3 separate regions of the Mus musculus genome follow, and regions 2 and 3 are each linked to region 1. The links are chromatin contacts, called in public HiCAR-type maps. All regions are on one chromosome and are shown on one strand. The core of a region is the stretch at or near the end of the contact, and the rest is flanking DNA. Distances in the headings are between cores, read along the strand shown.

Region 1 (2,982 bases), core at 271-2,770:
GAGGAGTTTGCTCTAAGGAGAAGTAGTCTCCCCTGGAAACAAACTACAGAATTCTGAGAACTTTAACTGTTGGAGAGTATTTTCAAGAGAGATTTAGGATGTAAAGATGTCAGCTAAAAAGAAGGGATATATAGCTGAGGTAACAGAGGGAGGTAGGCCTAGGTTCTAACTTAAACTCTTCTGCTTGACTTTTAAAGTCGACTGCTAGGTCATTTCACTTCAGTTTCAATCATAAAATCAGGATTATGGTAGCCAACATTCAAGATGCTGCTGAGGATTAATAGGCTCTCAATTCAGTCTTTTTTTATGTCTGTTCTATACCCATAGAAGCTCCAACATACCCATAGCATCAATTAAGGGCTCCTTGGAGGATTTAAAATCCTAATTTAATCAATCAAAATTCTGATGATTATTCAAAATGATGGCATAGTTGGACCATGAAATCTGTTTTATGTAACATCGTCTTGACCCTGATTTAAATGTTTTTTTTCTCTTCCTCTTTCCCCTTTCCTGTTTTCCACACCTCTGAGTCTTTCTTGCAAACACTCATATCACAAAAAGTACTTTCCAGCTATGAGCATAGGTAAAACCTCCTCTATGACTATCAAATGAGATACTCATTCTACTAAATTCTGCTCACAGTGTATTGCAATCTTCACAGGGACAGAGTGGTAATGTTCATGGTGTGTGTGCAGAACAAGAACAAATACTTTTTTTTCTAAAGATATAGGTGGGTAAAACCACAGAATTTCCACATAGCACCTGCTTGTCATCCCTCTCACATATGTAATCAATAGGTTTTCATGGAAAAAATTAAGAAATTTATGTTTTGAGAGCTTTTGGAAAGGTAGTCAAGCTCTGAATTTCAAATTCAAGTCTTATTTTATCAAATACATGGCTGTTGTGCTGTGTGAAGGCTGCATACAGGCGACCAGCTGTGGAAAATCCATTTCTTCTTTGTAAGCAGACCTCAAACAGTCTGGAGCCCATGATTTAATTGCAATGGAATGTATTACGGGCTTTCCCCCAATCATAATAATTATGCAGTTAGAGAAGAATGTTGTGTTCTTAATATATTCCCTACAAGGAAAGAGTCCCCTTAGCATCCATAAAGTGCTAAAAATACACTTAAAATTTAATTAAAATTATTTTCTCAGCTACATTAACATGTGAAAAAACTTTATGAAAACAATTAGAAAGTCAATTAATAGAATTTTCAGGCATTTAATATCTCTTTTCAAGGAGGTACTTTAATCCCTATTAAATCTTATGGAAAATTACAATCAGAAGTAGTTAATGAATAGCTTCCTAACTCATAGCTTCTCAGAAGGGAAAACAAATCATAGGGGATGAAAAATAAAAAAATAAAACAAAATATAGGCTCAAGTAAGAAAGAAAAAGACCCCCTAACCTAAACATAATTAAAAGCATAACAGTTTGAGTTTATAAACGTTTCACCTACTCAAGAACCTCTAAGCTTGTACTCAATGTTTCCAGGGTGTGACCAACACAATTCTGAGCACATACTTGAGGTCAGCCCTGAGAGTCCTGGTGACCTCCAGGGTAGCTGAACTGAGGGGCACTGAATCATCTCCCATAAAGTTGAAGAAGTGGACAGTAGCAATAGGACTAGTACTAAGAATCCTAGTAAGACTAAACCATACTACATGATAGTAGTTATGGAGCCATCCTACAGAGAAGTAAGAGAAATGGATTGTCATCACTATTTACCCAGTGCTTCCTGTATGCCTGGAACTCTTTGGAAATTATTTCACTTAATTCTCTAAGTGACACCATGAGCACAAAACAGTGACAGATTGACAATAGTCATGAGGCTTGTTTAACACTACAGGGTAGTAGTCAGTACAGATAGGATTCCAGCTTGGGTTTTTCTGATTTAAAAATCCTTACTGTGTACCTGATCTCACTGAACTGTTTCAGGATATCAGCTTTTACCTCTCTGGGAATTTAGATAGTGTGGCCCCTGCCTGTCCCCCAGACCCACCCTGGTGCCCATTTTGATAAGGGAATGGAAATTTGAATTGGAAGTATATAGGATAATAAAGGAGAATTACATTCATAAACTAGGCTCAGACAGCCTGAGACCATTTGTCAGAAAATGAATGTCCATTGTGGCCATATCACCTTGAAACACCTGATCTTGTTTGATCTCAGACGCAAGAAAGGGTGAATTTGGGTCTCATATTGGACAGGCCTGCCAACTCTTCTGGGATTTCTTGGCTATCTGAAGTCACTGATACCTCTAATCACTCATGATGTCCTTTGTGGTGATTTTTTTCAATACCGTTTTAAAACTAATCTTTTAAAACTGATATACCATCAATAAAATTAATCATACCAATAGAGTGCCATGAGATGTTTCAACATATCTGTTCATAATATTTAAATGAGGTTAATTTAATTGTGTCTATATTCTTAGTCATTTTTTTATTTCTTCATGATGAAACATCCAATATGTTTTTCTGGCTTGTAAGACCTTTGTAATTGCTGCCACACTTATGATACTCATTGATCCATTTATCATTCTTCCCACACCTGTTGAGGTTTGGTCTGTTGCTAGGTTTTGTGATGCTAAATTCTTTACTCTAAGGTCTGGGCCTACCAGTAATTTCTCATGTTTACTAGCTTTTGTTATCCAAACCTTGTTCCTTAATTTAAAACTATTGGTTAAATAAAAATGGCTACAGCCAATAACTGAAGGGATTAGAGGAAGGTGGGTTTTGAGTTACCTGGTTAGGGGTGGAGAAGACAGGGGAGAGAGGAGAATGAGGAGAAAGCATCATGTGGGGAGATGTACCATGAGCACATGGCCAGGAGAAACAGCAAATATTTGGTGAATACCACTGGAGAGGTAGCCAGGCCAACAGTTAGAAAAGTAGATTAGGGATTACTATCCCAGTAATTGTCAAAGTCATAGACTGGAACAGAAAAGAAATTCCTCCCATCACTTAATAATCAAAA
Region 2 (2,982 bases), core at 240-2,739, 510 kb after region 1:
ACCGGCACATGTCTGTGACCCCAGCACTAGCAGGGTGGAGACAAGAGGATTCCTGGAGCTCACTGGCCAACTGATCTAGCAGATTCACTGGACCCCCAGGTCCACTGAGATGTGCTGTCTCCAAAATTTAAAGAATAAAACCTTTGAGGAAGATACCTGTGTTAACCACAGGTCCATACACACATGTACATACACACACACATAATGAAGTTAAAATCTAAAGAGATCAAGTGACAATTCAAAGTCATTGATTTTGGTTTTATGGGGGGGGGGGGTTGTGGAACTTGGGGTCTAGGAAGCAAAACTACAGCAGTGATCAACTGTATTAAAGCACTCTTTATGTGTCATGCACACAAATTACTTTCCTCACTGTGACATATTTTGTTTTCTTCATTCACCTGCAACTAAACCAACCCTTGTCTAAGGAAAATAGACATTGTCCAGTCTTAGATTCATGAGAAGTGTCTGGATTTAAATACAAGTCAGCGACATGGTTCTGCTTTGAGATGTACCTTTGTACCTTGTAAATACATTATATATTTTGGTAACAACGCTGGCTCAAACCAAAAGTGGGGAGAATAAAGCACAAGCAAGCAAGAGTTCAGGTTATTTTGTTTTAGGCAAAATATATTTAATCCAACCAATGGAGATAATAAGGTGCAGGAGTCTAGTAACTAACAACTACAAAGAATCAAACTCCTCTTGATTAACCACAGAGATTGCAAAACACTTAACTCTGAGAAAACAGAGGCGAAAGCCTGTGTGTCTGATGTCTCCATTTCATATTCACTGTGCCATTCATATATTTTGCTCATTCTGCTGCATTTCCTACGCATTTGTCCACTTCATTCATTCAGTTCTACTTCACAGTCAATTATTGGATATTGAGTACGACTATGTATGACAAGTCAGACGCTGACAACTCGAAAATGGGGCCTTTCATATCAGAAATGAAAGAACAGAACTAGGTAGAAAGTGAAAGAAACCACCAAAGCTCTCCCACCCCGTCCTGGTAAAGCCTCTTGCAAGTCAGTTGACTAGGGAAAATTCCAGATAGGGCCTTGAAGGAAGCTCCTAGGCAGTCCAGGGACGGTGCAAGAGACCTTGAAGAAGAGACAGGCACCAGCAATTTTGGTCTCTGCCTCTGGGTTTCAGTGTAACTGCAGGCAGTCTCGTCCTATGCAAGGGCACTCCAGCCCGATCAGGAAGCTCTCTGGCAGCCAGGCCGGCTGACCTCAGCCCACCCTCCCGCCTCTGGGGAGCAGCTGGTCACCCACAGCCTGGGGGGCACTCACCTGATCACGAGGCTCTGCGGAGCAGCAGCGGCCACAACACCCGGTGAGGCCTGCAGACCACAGGCACGTTCGGGGGCGGGACCAGGAAGGTCCTCAGAGCGCACTGGAGCCACAGGGCGGGCCTCCAGAGGCCTCAGGAACAGCCCGGAGCCCCAGTAGTCTGCAGGCCTGGCTTCTTTGTGTGCCAGGACAGCTGTGGAGCCCTCCCTGGCCGGTGGGCGGAGACAAAGGTGCAACCGTCAGCCAGGCCCGAGGCCTGGGCTTTAACTGAGACTGTGGCTGGCTGGACCCGACCCTGAAAGGTCTCCTTGAGCCTGACTTAAGGCAAGTAGGGTCCCCAAGGCCTGGCTTCAAGAGACTTTGTTGGAACCGTCAAACTCCTTCCCAACAAAAGCAACTCAACAGTTATTTTGTTCATGTTATCAATCACCCAGTAGCTAGGGAGGATGGATATGCGGGAAGATGGCCCAGGACTTTGAGGCTTAGCAAGGGCTACAGAATAAATGAGACCCTGTCTCAAAAACAAAATGAAGCACCAGGTTATTTTCTCCCTTCCTTAATAGTTGAAAGACTGTAAGAAAGGAGGTGATCATGAAGGCAGGGGTCATGATCTAAAACTAGGAGATCAGAAAGTCATTTTCAGTCTAGGCATTGTATCAGGGAAAGAGCAATGCTATACTACTCTTGTAGTACATGTGCGCATATTTTTGGCCCATTTATCTATCTGTCTATCTATCTATCTATCTATCTATCTATTCATTCATTCACTTTACATCCTGATCACAGTAGCCCCTCTGCTTTCAGCTCCCCCTTCCCACAGCCCCTGTTTTATCCTCTGCCCCCTTCTCCTCTGAGAAAAGGAAGGACCCCCTTGTGAACCAGTATACCCTGACACATCAAGTCACTGCATGACTTCAGTAGTTTGGGGACCTGCATAAAGTCCAAACTGCAACATGTGCACATGTTTTTAATGTTTTATGTTTTGATAAGTCCAAATTTCTTTACTTAGCCAGACTCTTATCAAAGTTATCTTTGTAAAATACTTTCCAGTTCCTGTCTCTCCTCTTAAAACACACACACACACACAGACATACACACACACAAAACCAAGGAAAAACTTAGGCATGCTGATCCATGTATGTGTTATCTCAAAACACAGAAAATAGAGGCAGGGATATTTTGAGTTTCAGGCTAACCTGGGCTACATAGGTAGATGCTAAGAAAAAGAAAACTCACATACTTAAAAAACAGGAAAGAAAAAATTAAGCATATACAAAGAAAATCATTTTGAGTCCTTTCACCTATGTACAATATAACAATCCCTCTAAACTTTGACTAGTCGCGTTGCCTTTCACAAAATATCACTTCTGTGAGGTATTCAAGGGTCTTTTCAACATGGTCCTAGCTGGCCTTTCCACAAATGGTCCCTGGGGAGTCATATCTAGTCCCAATGATTTACATTTCTCTGAAACTATCTTTGATGAAGAATAGGTTGGATTATTTCCAATCTCCTACAACAGGCTAATTTTGTAAAATGAAATTAATAATCTAGCAAAGGTAACTGAAAAGCTATAAAATGACAGACTCTAGTTTTGTGGAAAAACAAACCTACAGGTTTGCAACAAGTGAAATATCACCTTTTTGACGCTTCTAGCTGCTTACACTCGACTTCTGTGTTTAGCTCATC
Region 3 (2,982 bases), core at 274-2,773, 320 kb before region 1:
TCTGACTTCTCCTGTATTTCTTTAAGGGAGTTATTTATGTCCTTATTATAGTCCTCTATCATCATCATGAATTGTGATTTTAAACCAGAGTCTAATTTTTCTGGTGTGTTTGGTTATGCAGGACTTTCTGTGGTGGAGAACTGGGTTCTGATGATGACAATTAGCCTTGGTTTCTGTTGCTTATGTTCTTGTCCTTGCCTGTCACCATCTGGTTATCTCTGGTGCTAGCTGGTCTTGCTGTCTCTGACTGTGACTTGTTTCTCCTGCAAGCCTGTATGTTGTATCTGTACTTTTAGGAGACCAGTTCTCTCTGGGAAGAATTTGTATATGAAGAGCTGTGGCACAGGGTCAGTTCTGGCCATAGACAGGAACTGGAACTATCCTGTCCCAGGCTGCTCCTTGGTTCCTATGTCCTGAAGGCTACCCGACGGGTCTGTCAGAGCAGAAGTGATGGTCTTACCTGTGTTCATAGGCATGTCCACACTCTTGGGAGGCCAGCTCTTTTCCAGTGGTATTTGGGTATGTAGTACTGTGGCACAGGATCAGATCTGGATGCTGTTGCACAGGATCAACTCCTGACTGAACTGAATATTTAACCATTCCTCTCTTCAGACCTGGACACCGAATCCCTACTGAGGTGATGACCTTTCATCTGGCTATTCCCAGTTCCAAAATACCTTGTCATCAAAGGTATAGAAGCACTCACATGGGTTTCTTTACTGCTACAAACTACAATCCTGGAGCCTATCCCAAGTAACAAAGTCACTACTGTTGCTTGTGAAATTTAGAGTCTATAGGTTGCTTCTAGGATTGGGATGAGCTTCATCCAAATTCTTTATTATACTGGAAATCATTTTGGCTTTAATTAGAACATATTGGTACCCAGGAATAGACTATAGTTGGGAGAACAAAGAGATTTTTTTGTGAAAGAAAGTTGAGGGTTGTATTTAACAACTGACATTTCTTTGCCCTAAGGACATGGTTGAAAGTTAGACAGTGTTCTTTATAATTGGTACTTAATCAGCATCTACTAGATGAACAAAATAAGGTAAGTGTGAATTGGATATTGATGGATGAGTAAACTTAGATAAAAGAATAGATGAGGTGAACAGGAAGATATCTCTAGTACAAACTCACCAAAGGCACAATGCAAAGATGAATGTGAGGCATTTAATAAAATATAGATGTCCATAAGGCTGTAAATGAAAATAGGATGTGTGGAGAGAGTTTAGGTTCTTGTTACTGATATTAGAGCATTCTGGTTGACTTTTAGCAGAAGATGAGGTAGAGAATTTAATCCTAATTTTGTAAATATCTGTTAAATGGCAATCAGTTTGACCCAAAGACTAAAGAATGTTAAGTTGTCCCTGTGGCTTGCACAGTCACCATCTCCAGGCATGTGAGCTCTTCCCAGGATAACAAACTAAGCCTGTGGGATTCTCACCGTGCCTCACTTCCTGCCTCTCTTATTAGCAGCATTCTTCTCATGTCTCCTTCAAAGCATCTGAGCTGGATGACTAACCTAAAAGCAGCCCACGGAGTGGGAGATGTGGCTCTCCACCTCACAGCTGCTGTTGGCTCCTGGGTTACCAGCTGATTATTTCTTGGTTTCTGAATCCCAAGGGAAAGGTTGTGGGGCCTGAGCCTGACTCAGGAGTGAGTCAGAGCTGAGCATCAAAGATGAAGGACTCCCTGCAGCTGGACACCCTCTTTCAGGGGGATCAAAAATACTGAAAAGGAGAATGGACATTTATATTATTAATCTTTTAAAGAACGTTATGCAACTGACTAGTGTGTTATGGAAAGTCTGAGCTCAGTAGAGGAAGAAAACATAATACTGAAAGCTGAATGCAAGGAAAAATCATTAAAGAAAAATGTAAAACCCATACCACACCCACAGCTGTTCACGGAACTGACCGTGGTTTACTGATTCAGCCTGCTTCTTACTTGCTGTTTTTTCTCTCCTACATGCTCTTCTAACCTTCTCCCCTTTCCTGTTCTCTGCCACTAGTTGAGTTATCCACCCCCTAACTCCCAGGGTGCCTTGTTTTGTATGGACTGTTCCAAGGGTTTTTCATTTGTCATTGTTGTTCACACACACACACACACACACCACAGTTCCCCCCTCTTCTCTTAGTTCATCCATGTCACCTCCCTTCTGCCTACCTTCATCCACTCCTTTTCCATTTCTCTTCAGAAAAGGGCAAGCCTCTTATGGATTGCAACTAAATATGTCATGTTAAGTTTCGGTAAGACTAGACTCTCCCCATGTATTAAGGCTGGACAAGGCAACCCAGTAGGACAAAAAGGGCCCAAAGCATGCAAAAGAGTCAGAGACAGCTCTGATAAGTGGATATATTAGCCCAGAAGCCCAGAAGCCCAGAAGCTCAGAATACCCAAGATACAATTCACAAACCACATGAAACTCAAGAAGAAGGAAGAACATAGTGTGGATACTTCTATTCATCTTAGAAGCAGGGAACAAAACACCCATGAAAGAAGTTACAGAGACAAAGTATTGAGTGGAGACTGAAGAAATGACCATCTAAAGACTGACTTACCTGGGGATCCATCCCATTTACAGTCACCAAACCCAGACACTGTTGTGGATGCCAACAAGTGCTTGCTGACAGAAGCCTGATATAGGTGTCTCCTGAGAGGCTCTGCTAGTGCCTCACACATACAGAGGTGGATGCTCACAGCCATCCATTGGACTGAGCACAGGATCCCCAGTGAAGGAGCTAGAGAAAGGACCCAAGGAGCTGAAGGGGTTTGCAGCCCCATAGAAGGAACAACAATATGAATTAGCCAGTTCCCGCACAGCTCCCAGGGACGAATCCACTAACCAAAGAGGGACTTATGGCTCCAGCTGCATATGCAGCTGAGGATGGCCTAGGTGGTCATCAGTGGGAGGAGAGGCCCTTTGTCCTAAGAAGGCTCGATGCCCCAGTGTTGGGGAATGCCTGGGCCAGGAAGCAGGGG

What was found. HiCAR-type assays count read pairs that join an accessible place to other places.
Region 2: a HiCAR-type map of fibro-adipogenic progenitors shows a contact between it and region 1, with 5 times the contacts expected there. The contact joins the promoter of Cpq here to the enhancer-like site in region 1. A contact is called at or near these places in 4 of 39 promoter capture datasets (the 3T3-L1 cell line, hippocampal neurons and liver), 1 of 115 datasets of contacts at active chromatin or transcription factors (fibro-adipogenic progenitors) and 1 of 9 other capture datasets (adipose tissue).
Region 3: a contact with region 1 is called in a HiCAR-type map of fibro-adipogenic progenitors, with 3 times the contacts expected there. The contact joins two enhancer-like sites. A contact is called at or near these places in 2 of 115 datasets of contacts at active chromatin or transcription factors (embryonic stem cells and fibro-adipogenic progenitors).

Annotation. Positions count from the first base shown.
Region 1 is chr15:33,588,884-33,591,865 of GRCm38.p6, reverse strand. The region is part of intron 7 of Cpq (carboxypeptidase Q); the gene reads right to left. Among named protein-coding and RNA genes, the nearest start is that of 4930592A05Rik, 63 kb to the left of the region's middle. Within about 2 kb of position 1,520, at least 69 of the 459 cell types and tissues checked have an H3K27ac peak or open chromatin away from gene starts, as enhancers often do. A contact at or near this core is called in adipose tissue and fibro-adipogenic progenitors, where this site is marked.
Region 2 is chr15:33,081,636-33,084,617 of GRCm38.p6, reverse strand. It overlaps Cpq (carboxypeptidase Q), which reads right to left and starts at 1,489. Exons shown (of 8, transcript NM_176073.4): 1 at 1,296-1,489.
Region 3 is chr15:33,905,867-33,908,848 of GRCm38.p6, reverse strand. No RefSeq gene overlaps it. Among named protein-coding and RNA genes, the nearest start is that of Gm41290, 130 kb to the left of the region's middle. Within about 2 kb of position 1,523, at least 67 of the 459 cell types and tissues checked have an H3K27ac peak or open chromatin away from gene starts, as enhancers often do. A contact at or near this core is called in fibro-adipogenic progenitors, where this site is marked.